Linked DNA regions of Mus musculus: region 1 is linked to region 2. The links are chromatin contacts, called in public Hi-C maps. All regions are on one chromosome and are shown on one strand. Each heading gives the region's core, a stretch centred on a gene start, on an enhancer-like site or on the middle of the called end of the contact. The rest is flanking DNA. Distances are from core to core; before and after follow the strand shown.

Evidence for each region. A called contact is a pair of places that touch in the nucleus more often than the background predicts.
Region 1: a Hi-C map of cortical neurons shows a contact between it and region 2, with 2.0 times the contacts expected there. The contact joins two enhancer-like sites. A contact is called at or near these places in 3 of 484 Hi-C or Micro-C datasets (cortical neurons and uterus) and 2 of 115 datasets of contacts at active chromatin or transcription factors (embryonic basal ganglia and embryonic stem cells).

The regions. Positions count from the first base shown.
Region 1 is chr14:25,131,987-25,136,929 of GRCm38.p6, forward strand. It overlaps Gm32224 (a long non-coding RNA gene), which reads left to right. Exons shown (of 5, transcript XR_383270.2): 2 at 2,599-2,633; 3 at 3,072-3,227; 4 at 3,809-4,943. Among named protein-coding and RNA genes, the nearest start is that of Gm32224, 6.4 kb to the left of the region's middle. Within about 2 kb of position 3,540, at least 31 of the 459 cell types and tissues checked have an H3K27ac peak or open chromatin away from gene starts, as enhancers often do. A contact at or near this core is called in cortical neurons, where this site is marked.
Region 2 is chr14:24,643,644-24,648,200 of GRCm38.p6, forward strand. No RefSeq gene overlaps it. Among named protein-coding and RNA genes, the nearest start is that of Gm31775, 19 kb to the right of the region's middle. Within about 2 kb of position 3,053, at least 14 of the 459 cell types and tissues checked have an H3K27ac peak or open chromatin away from gene starts, as enhancers often do. A contact at or near this core is called in cortical neurons, where this site is marked.

The sequences.
Region 1 (4,943 bases), core at 2,290-4,789, 490 kb after region 2:
CCAATACTGATTACCCCAGCCCCTACCCTGCATCTCTCAATATTGTAGACAGTGACAGTGAATTATCACCAGTACTACGACATGTTAGCTAGGACTTTATGGATTCAAATCTTCTGCTTTTAGGTGGGGGGGGGGGTTGGGATGGGAGTCTACCAAGTCCTCCAGCTCCTTACTGGTCTTGGGTACTTGAAATGCTTTGCTCTGCTTTGTCTGTGTGGAAGGCTCCTATGAGGCCAGCACAATCCATTTTAACGGTCTCCTCCTCTGGGAAGCCTTCACGGACTTTCCCTCCCTCCAGAGTGACTGTCACCCGCAGAGCTCACCTTTGGGGCTGCCCCCATGCCCTGAACTGAAATACTGCTTTCATGTCTGCGTCACTGCCTCACAGAGCATTTTCTCTGTTTACGACTCTATGCGCCCCTGGAAAAAGGGCCCTGTAGCTGTGAGATAGGATTCAGCAGAGGAGGCTGGACTTCAGAATCCTAGGTGCAATAGTAGACATGCCTCTCCCTCTAGTGTTCCCAAGCACCTCCATTCCTCAAAGGCCCAAGCAAAAGGGAGTTGGATTGCAGGCCTCTGGCCAGGACCCTTCCAATTGTGATCTAGAATTATGATCCACCTGAAAGCATACTTCGGTTTAATCTTTTTTTTTTTTTTTTTTTTTTTTTTTTTGAGACTGGGTTTCTCTGTGTAGTCTTGGCTGTCCTGGAACTTACTCTGTAGACCAGGCTGGACTTGAACTCAGAAATCTGCCTGCCTCTGCCTCTGCCTCTGCCTCCCAAGTGCTGGGATTAAAGGCATGTGCCACCACTGCCTGGCTTGGATTAGTCTTTTAAAAGTATGATAAAGGTTAAATTATAGGCATATGGGGGGGGGGATGGACTGATAATTTGTATGTCATGAAAATTAAAACTTACCAAGACATATCATGAAAAACTGGAAAAATCAGACCACAGAACAAGAGTACATTCCCAGTCAGTGTGTCTGGCAAAGGACTTTTAGAATATATAAATAGAATATATAAAGAAACTTCCAAAACAATAAGACATGACAGTTCACAGAAAGACTGACAAAAGGATTGAATAGTCACTTTACAGAGCCACATATCTGAGTAGCCAACAGACAGAAAGAACTCAGCTCCAATTGCCATCAGAGAATTTTCAGCTAAGTCTGTGATAAGATACTATCATACACATTTTAGAATGGTTAAACTCCAAGGGCTGACAAAACCTAGTTTTGGCAAGGATACAGAACAACTGGAATACTCCAGGATTGCTGATGAAAGTTTATTTTTTAAAAAGGCCAAATCAATTTGGGACATTGTCAGAATCCACTAACATGGGTTGCAAACACTGCATGCTAGATAAGCTAACAACTCCATTCCTATGAACCAACACAGAAACATGTATGTATGTTTTCTGATACAGTGTTTAAAAAAAAAAAGAAGAGGAAACAGCCCATATGCATGTGAATAGGTACAGGAGCAACAGAATTTACTCAACCATGAAAATGAGCAAACTACTTCTCTATCCAGCAATATGCATGCATGTCAGGATTGCATGCTAAGTCAACAAATACACTCTGTGAGGTTTTCAGTTAATGTCCCCAAGTGGGCAAACCTGTAAAAGACCAGAAGAACGGTGATAGCTTTGTTACCTTGACATAATAACAGAGCTGAAACATATTCCTTTCATCTTTTTCTCTCCCATCATATGTCTGTGTTTTTATATTTCATGCCCACACATATGTATTTTGGAAAAAATGATGTATATGTGACTATAAAACATCAACACATGTGTATAATGTATTTTGAATTAATATAGTTCAGAAAATGTTACATATTTGGACATAATTATATATGCTATGCAATTTTTGAATCATTTGAGAATTTGAAGTCTCCCTTTTCCCTAAATATTTGAGCATGAATCCAAGTATACTGTGCTGATATATGCTTTCTAAGACTGGAGACATTCACTAATGTAAGTATAGATTAGTAATGTAAGCATAGATCAGTGCTCTAAATTAAAAGCTAAAACAACAATATACTGACATGTCTAGACTGCAGACCATATTCCAGTTTTACCCATTGTCCATGTAGTTTGGTTGTGCCCATTTTCCCTGGTTGTGCCCATTTTCCCCAGTCCTAGTCTAGTCAACTGGCCCGGCTTTATATGTTATGTTCAGGTGTCATGTCTCTGTGATCTCCCTCTAGTCTGTGGCTTTCTTTAGCCTTTCCTTTTGTCCCTTCACTGGCCATTCCCTGAACAGACAGGTGTTCTACAGAGGGCCCCTCTTCTATTTCCCAGGTTGCAGTTTTTCTGACACGAATGCACAAACTGCATCCCTCTGGGGACAGTACAAGAAGCTGGTGGTATGGGCTGGTCCTCAGGCTGCTCCTGTGTGTATCACCCCTGACTAATTATGCCGGCTTGCTTTCTTCCCTCCTTTTCTGCTGAGCAAGTAATTTATGAGGAGACACTCTTAGGTCCTGTATACATCCTGCCAAGAACACAACAGCTTGCAAGGGAGGCGTGCCTCCATCCCTGCATTCAGGAAGAACTCAGAGACAACTTTTTAATTTAAATTTTTTTTTTTCAGATCTGAGAATGGATCCAGGGCCTCACATGTAGCAGGTAAGTGCTCTGGTACTGATCTTCTCACCGGCCCCAAATATGTGTGTGTGTGTGTGTGTGTGTGTGTGTATCATGGTGCCAGGAACTCCACTAAGTGGATGCAGTGTAGTATCTCAGCTAAGTTGTTTGGCTTACCTGAGGGTTGTTTGGCTTACCTGAGGGGAGTAAGATTTATGACTCAAGCACAGCCACATTCACCGGGTGTAATAGCTACAATATGAATGTCATTTGCCTGCTGTCACATATTTTAGAAAGAGTAATACTAATACTGGCTGTCATCATTTTAGCACTAAAGACAAGACATCCAGGCCTAGGACATACAAGTTTGGAATAGGAATTAACTTGCCACGCCCACTCCATTGGTACTGAGGGTTTGCATCTAGGAAATCAGACCCCTGACCACATTCTTAACATCTACTCTGTCTGACCCCCATATAGGGATGCCGAGTAGTTGGGGCACACTCGCTCCCATGGCTACTTCCCACGTGCTTCTTCTTTAGCCTCAAAGGAATCTTCCTTGCAACCAGTCAAGTCCATGATACCTCTTGGGGGAAAGGTGTTTACCTGCACCATCCACCAGAGAGTAGGACAAAGGTAAGAAGAAAAATTACGCCCTGAGCAGTAGGAAGAAAGACTCATCCAGCCCAAAGGACACCTGCAGTCCTCTCCCCAGCACTTAGGCCACCTGGCTCCCAACCCCATAGCTGCCTAACAGGAAATACTGCCTTGGGCTGGGTGAAGTATGGGGCTCTCTGACAAGTTCTTGGGTTTGCACCAAAAGCCCATGGGTCCCATGGCTCTGCCAGGTTCTGCAGCATGCACCCTGGCCTGCTGGCCTTGCTGGTGTCTGCAGCCCTCCTGTGCTGTCCCAAGACTTCCTGGTTGTGGCATATGAGCATCATTATGCGGAGCTGAGGGAGCCTGTGTTTACAGCTTGGCATAAGGGAAGAACACACAGATCTTTGTTGCCAGGCTACAAATGACTCCTTTTTTTTCCCTCTCCCCAGAAGAGAGAAACAATGATTAAAAACTCCTCAGTTGCTTGGCAGGCTTCTGGGTGGTTTGCTGTGAATGTTCCGAGACCAGGAGGGACCTTGCCTTTCACAGAGCCTCTGCCTCACTGGCTCCCTTGACTTTGGATCTGTGCTCGATCCATCTTAATTTTTTTTTCCTAGAAAGACTCGGTGTCTTAATGGTTTGGTGGAGTGGCAGGAAAAGCCCTCAAAGGACCAGAGGTGACGATGGCTCAAGACTGAAGGAAGACTGGGGAAGACTGAGATGAAGATCGGTGAAGGAAGCACAAATGTAGTGCAAGAAACAGAAGATCCCACACAGCTGCCATGAAGCTGAGAGGCAGAGGCAAAGCCTTACCTGGAGCCTAGGGTCCGGACTGGACTGTAGCCCTGCCATGCCTGTGCCCTCTTCCCTGTAGCCAGTGGCTTTTCCCTCCCCACGTTCTGGCTCCTCTGTGAAGGCCACAACACTAGAACTTTCAGGCTCTGCATGGCCTGGATGATGGGATTCTTTCTGCAATTCCACAACTTTTGATAAAACTAACAAGTTCAAGCCGGGCATAGTGGCACATGCCTTTAATCCCAGCACTCGAGAGGCAGAGGCAGGCAAATTTCTGAGTTTGAGGCCAGCCTGGTCTACAAAGTGAGTTCCAGGACAGCCAGGGCTATACAGAGAAACCCTATCTCGGAAAAAACAAAACAAAACAAAACAAAACAAAAAACTAGCAAGTTCACTGCTGGTTGCCTGGAAGATTATCTCTGTAGGATTCCCCATGTTAACATTGGCAACATTCTAAAAGAGTCTCTGTAGGACACACTCTAGTCCATATCTGCCACTGTGACAGAACACTATAGACTAGGTAAAGTAGGAGGAGCAGAGGTCTATTTCTTAAGCTCATAGAAGCAAGCAAGCATGACAATGGAGGAATGCACCTGGTGAGGCCCCGCTTGCTGCACTAGAATATGGCACAGGGCACCACATAGTAAGAGGGAGCTAGTGATCTGTCTGATGCCCTCAAATCCCTTTAGAGGGGGTGTAAACTCACCCACCAAGGTGGGGTATAAACCTTATAAGCTGGGCACCCTCCCATGGTTGTGTGGAGTAATCACACTACGGACACATGAGCCTGGGATCGCACTCACATCACAGCAGGGCCACACTGCCCTTTGTTACTGTTGTTGGGGTCTGGCCAATGAGGGAATATGGTGCCATTCATACAAAACCCACTAAGGAACTCAGTCATGTTCTACAGAGTTTCTGTGAGCAACAACAACAGGCCACAAAGCACTCATAGCC
Region 2 (4,557 bases), core at 1,803-4,302:
TGTGTGTGGGGGGGTGAGGGTTGTGTGATACCTTCTTGTGTGCAGTGCACTTGGAGGTTAAAGTCGGGTGTCCTCAATCGTTCTACACCTTAATGTTTCAACTGAGTCCCTTGCTGAACCTAGAGCCTAGCCAGGGTGGCCATGAAGCTCCTGGAATCATGTCTCCTCCCAGTACAGTGATTACAGGTGTGTTCTACTGCACCCAGCATTTTAAGTGGGTTTTGGGGACTTGAACCCAGGTCCTTGTGTTTGCACTTTACCCACTGATATGTCCGAGAGGCGATGATGGTGCTCAGAGCACTGGGGTGGGAAGTTAACAGAGAGAGACTTTACAGGAGTCCTTGTTCTAGTGGGGCCTTGAGGACTACATAGGAGTTTTGCAGGTAGAGAAGGAGAGTAAAGGGTCGCTCGGCAACCAACTTGCAAACTCTAGTCATCAGGGAATTTTAAGCAAGGTGATCCATGACACCAGAAGGTCTCTTTTGAAAAGTTTTGAGTTGGGCTAGCTAATGTACTGCTGAAAACCCTTTCTAAGCTAAGAAAACAAAAGGCCATAGCACTGAGGTGCCTGGTGCCAGTTGGCAGGGACTGTAAATGCCAGGAAGTTCTGAGTTGTAGATTAGAGGACGGTCCCTGGGTATTGTGAGAAGTCAGAAAGCATATGCAAACCATATGCAAATGAGATGCAAGCCAGCACCTGCTGTGGGCTTTGTGTACTCAGGCACTCGGTGCCTCAGGGAGGTAAGCTGGCCGGTCTTTAGAGCTCTGACTAGATGTACCAGACATTAGGTTCTGTGTGAGAAAGAAAAGTGCATCAAGACTTCTCTGGGAGAGAAAAAAGTCCCAGGTTGTAAACTCCAGAAGGGAGGGATGAAGCCCAAGGAGTTGCAGAAGCTTGGAGGCCTCGCTGGCTGAGTGTGTCCCGGTGACAGTCAGGATGCTTATGCCTCTGCCCAGATCTGAGCAGTCTCTGGCTGAAAGGATTCCCCAGAACTAAGGCTGAGTATACAGGGGGTTGTGCTTTCCTTGATCTGCCGTCTTCTGGATCAGCCTCCCTCTGTGAGTCAGAGCTGGTTTGACCCAGTGTTGGTGGTGTATTATCCTGGACCCCTCTCAGGGGACTCAGTGGTTACCTTTGGCCCTGCCTACCTTGAAGATGTACCCAGCAGTTGTGGACTGAGGCTCACTGGACTCCTGCGAGTAGAAAGCAAACACGGGGCACAGGAGAAAGGCAGTTTTACACTCAGATCTCTCTCTACTTAGGACTTGCATCAAGAAGCAAGAGGCCATGGTGGGGAGATAGCTCAGTGACTAAAGTGCTTGCTGCATAAGCATGAGGACCCAAGTTCAAATCCCCAGCACATATGGAACAAGATGGGCGCGTAGCATGTGCCTGTAATCTCAGGACTAGGAGCTGAGACAGAAGGTCCTGGGGACTCTGCTCAGTCAGTTTAGCTGAAGCAGCAAGCTTCTGAATTGTGAAAGGAAGTTATACAAAACTGACTTCTAGTCCCCGGCACACACATGCTCATGAGTGTGTGCAGCATACGACAGCCCCCGTCCAGTGACACAGAAGGATGAGGACCCTCCCCTAGGGGACAAGCATGGCTGCCTTCAGGTAGTTTCCAAAATTACTGCCTAGTTGGCTGTATGGTCTTGGACAGATTTCCTCTTTGGCAATAAATCTGTGCCTGAGAAGTTGACCAGATGTTCAAAGGGGATCTTCTCCCGTTGAGGAGAGCGTCTGATCTAGTTGGTAGGCATTTGCATACCTGCTAAGACCTGCATGGCTTTGGACTTGACCTGACTGCGGCAGGGAATGACCTGACAGGGAATGGAGATATGGCACATATAGGTCACCTAAAGCTGGGATTAGGTGGGCTATGCACTCTGATGGAGACACACCAGCAGCCCTGAAGCTCATCACATTTATGGTATTCAACACAAACAGGCTGGGTAGTAGGGGTGGGGGTGTCTCTGTTCTACTCTGAGGCTGAGGTCATCTTGAATATATTGGCATCTTTGACATGACTGTGCTCATGACAACAGTACACATTCATTCAGGACTTCATCATCTCCGCCCCCCCCCCACCTGCCCCTTCCCTAGACTAGAGAGAAAGAGAGAGAGAGACAGAGACAGAGAGAGACAGAGAGAGAGAGAGAAAGAGAGAGAGAGAGAGAGAGAGAGAGAGAGAGAGAGAGAGAGAGAGAGAGAATCTGAAGGGACAGGAGCTTAAAAACAATCAGTTTGGAGGGCTGAAATAGGAGATTCCAGGCCCAGGCTGGCACGATGGCCCCAGGTCTCTGTACAGAGTAGCTCAAGAAGGGAGGATAGACAGGGCTGGCCAGGCTTGCACCATATATTGGTTTGTGGAACAGTGGGAAGGGGCCTCTGCATGTCTACTACACCCCTGAATTCCACCTTGGTCTCTGCATCTTCTCCAGGCAGCAGACTGCAGGCAGCAAGAGCAGGCAGCAGGCAGTAGTCCTGGCTCTCCTCAGACCCTCTTCCTGCTGGCTTCTATGGTATTTGTCTCTGTGCATGTGGGTGTCTCTCTTAGTCTTTCTCCTCTTTTCAGTCTCTCTTCACACCAGATCTCAACCCCAGCTATTTACTGTCTGGGTCTGGAAACTGATTTCCCCACCTTTTCTTTGCTATCTCCTCACCTTCTTCATTCAGATCCTAGGTTTTGGGTCCTTTGGGGGAAATTAAGGGAGAGTCTCAGTCCACTTAGGATAGAAGGGCAGAAGAGGAGGGGGATCAGGAAAAGCCAGCCTTCAGCAGGTGGCACTGTTGGGTGACTTTTGCTTTTAACACTGAGGGAAAAATAAAAAGACCAAAGCCACACTAGAATCTACTGGCATTTGAGGATTTTGTTTTGTTTTGTTTTAAATAAAAATCATGACTCTTCTTTCCCCCGCATCATTAAACAAGGTGCAATGTTTGTGTGTGTGATGTGTGCGCTAAGGACAAATGAGTTGTGGGTGCCTGATCTGTGTGGGACTCTGTGGGGCTGGAGTGAGTAGGAGTGTGTGCGTGTGTATTGAGAGAGGGCTCTTGCCAAGTTCATGGGTGACTATGTCTATGTTCCAGCGTGATGTAGGTGGGTGCACGGACTTGGAAGGCTTGTGTGAAGCCACGGCACCAGGATTTTGTATAGAGAGAGCACCCCTGAAAGATGCTCATTCCTTGTTACCATTACTGTGTGTGTTGTGTGGGAGTGGGGTGGGGGCTGGCGAATCCTTTTCTTATGCTGTCACTGTTAATGCCACCTCTAGCAGGCCAGGCTTCTTCCTCGGCACAAGAGCAAGCTTCAATATACAGGTCCCCAAACCTTGGTATCATGATGTTCCTTGGCTTTACTTAAATCCTTGGCAACCTCTGCATCTGCTCTTAGGCTTCTCCTGGAGCAAGCTCCCTACAGTGATGCTCTACCGGTGGCAGCAATGGCTCTTGGTCAGGCTTGCCCCCCACCCCCTGCCGATCATTAGAGCTGTGACTGGAAGGTAAGTACGGGGCTCCACACAGTAAAACCCATGGCTCTTCTAGCTCCTTGGTTGCCATGGTCAATTCTAGGATTGCTATAGGGTAAGGGAGGCCCAGAGAAGGTGTTGAGAGGCCATGAGGTCACACAGGAAGAGATTCAGAGAACCTGTGCTCAGGAGGGTTGAGGGGTCAGCTCCTTTGTCCCTGAGGCCTGTCTAAAAAGCCTGGAGAAGAAGTCCAAAGTGTCAGGAGGGACCCTGGCTTCTGACTTGGGCTAGGGCAAGGGTGACATTGACTTAAAAATTCCTTTATGGTTTTCTCCATTGTTTTACAAAACAATGTGCACTCTTTATAGAAAACTTAAAAACAGATAACAGAAGAAAATTAGACACCCAGAATTCTGACTCACAGAGACAGACGTTAGGGATTTGGGTGGGCACGCCACCAGGCTTTATCTTTTCCTTTAAAAACATTTTTTTTTAATTTTTACTTATGCACAGACTACTGGAATACATTCTTGTTAGGAAAATTCTCACAATTCAGATCAAGCTGGAATCTCCCTTCCCCCTCAAAAGTCATGGTTTCTCCTTGCTAAAGGGAATTTTGATGTGTGCCATTACTCATTATTTAAAGTTGATACACACTGATTAGTACTGTAAACCTGGTCAAAAGCCCATGAGCCAAGAAGCTCCTAGGGGAGACCCTAAAAGATGGACACATTGTCCAACTGCCTTCTGTGTGTTTAAGCTTAGATCCCTAGCCGAGTGCTGCCTCATCCTTGGCCAAGGAGGCATTCTCCTGCAGCGGGCAGCTGCTGATGCAGAGGCTGGTCCAAGTGCTGGTTGAGAATATGTGACCACTGAGTGCTTACCCATAAATCGGACATCCATATCAACCAGCCAGAGCTCAGGGAACATCAGAGAGAGGAGTCAGAAAACACGTCAAGTGAGGAAAATGGGGAAGAGGGCTGTAAAGAGCTGTTTCCAGGACATGATATGTCCACTGTGCTCATGAGCTTGCTCAGCTGTGGCTAGGTGCAGGAGATTAAGCCAGCAAGATCAGTCATTCCA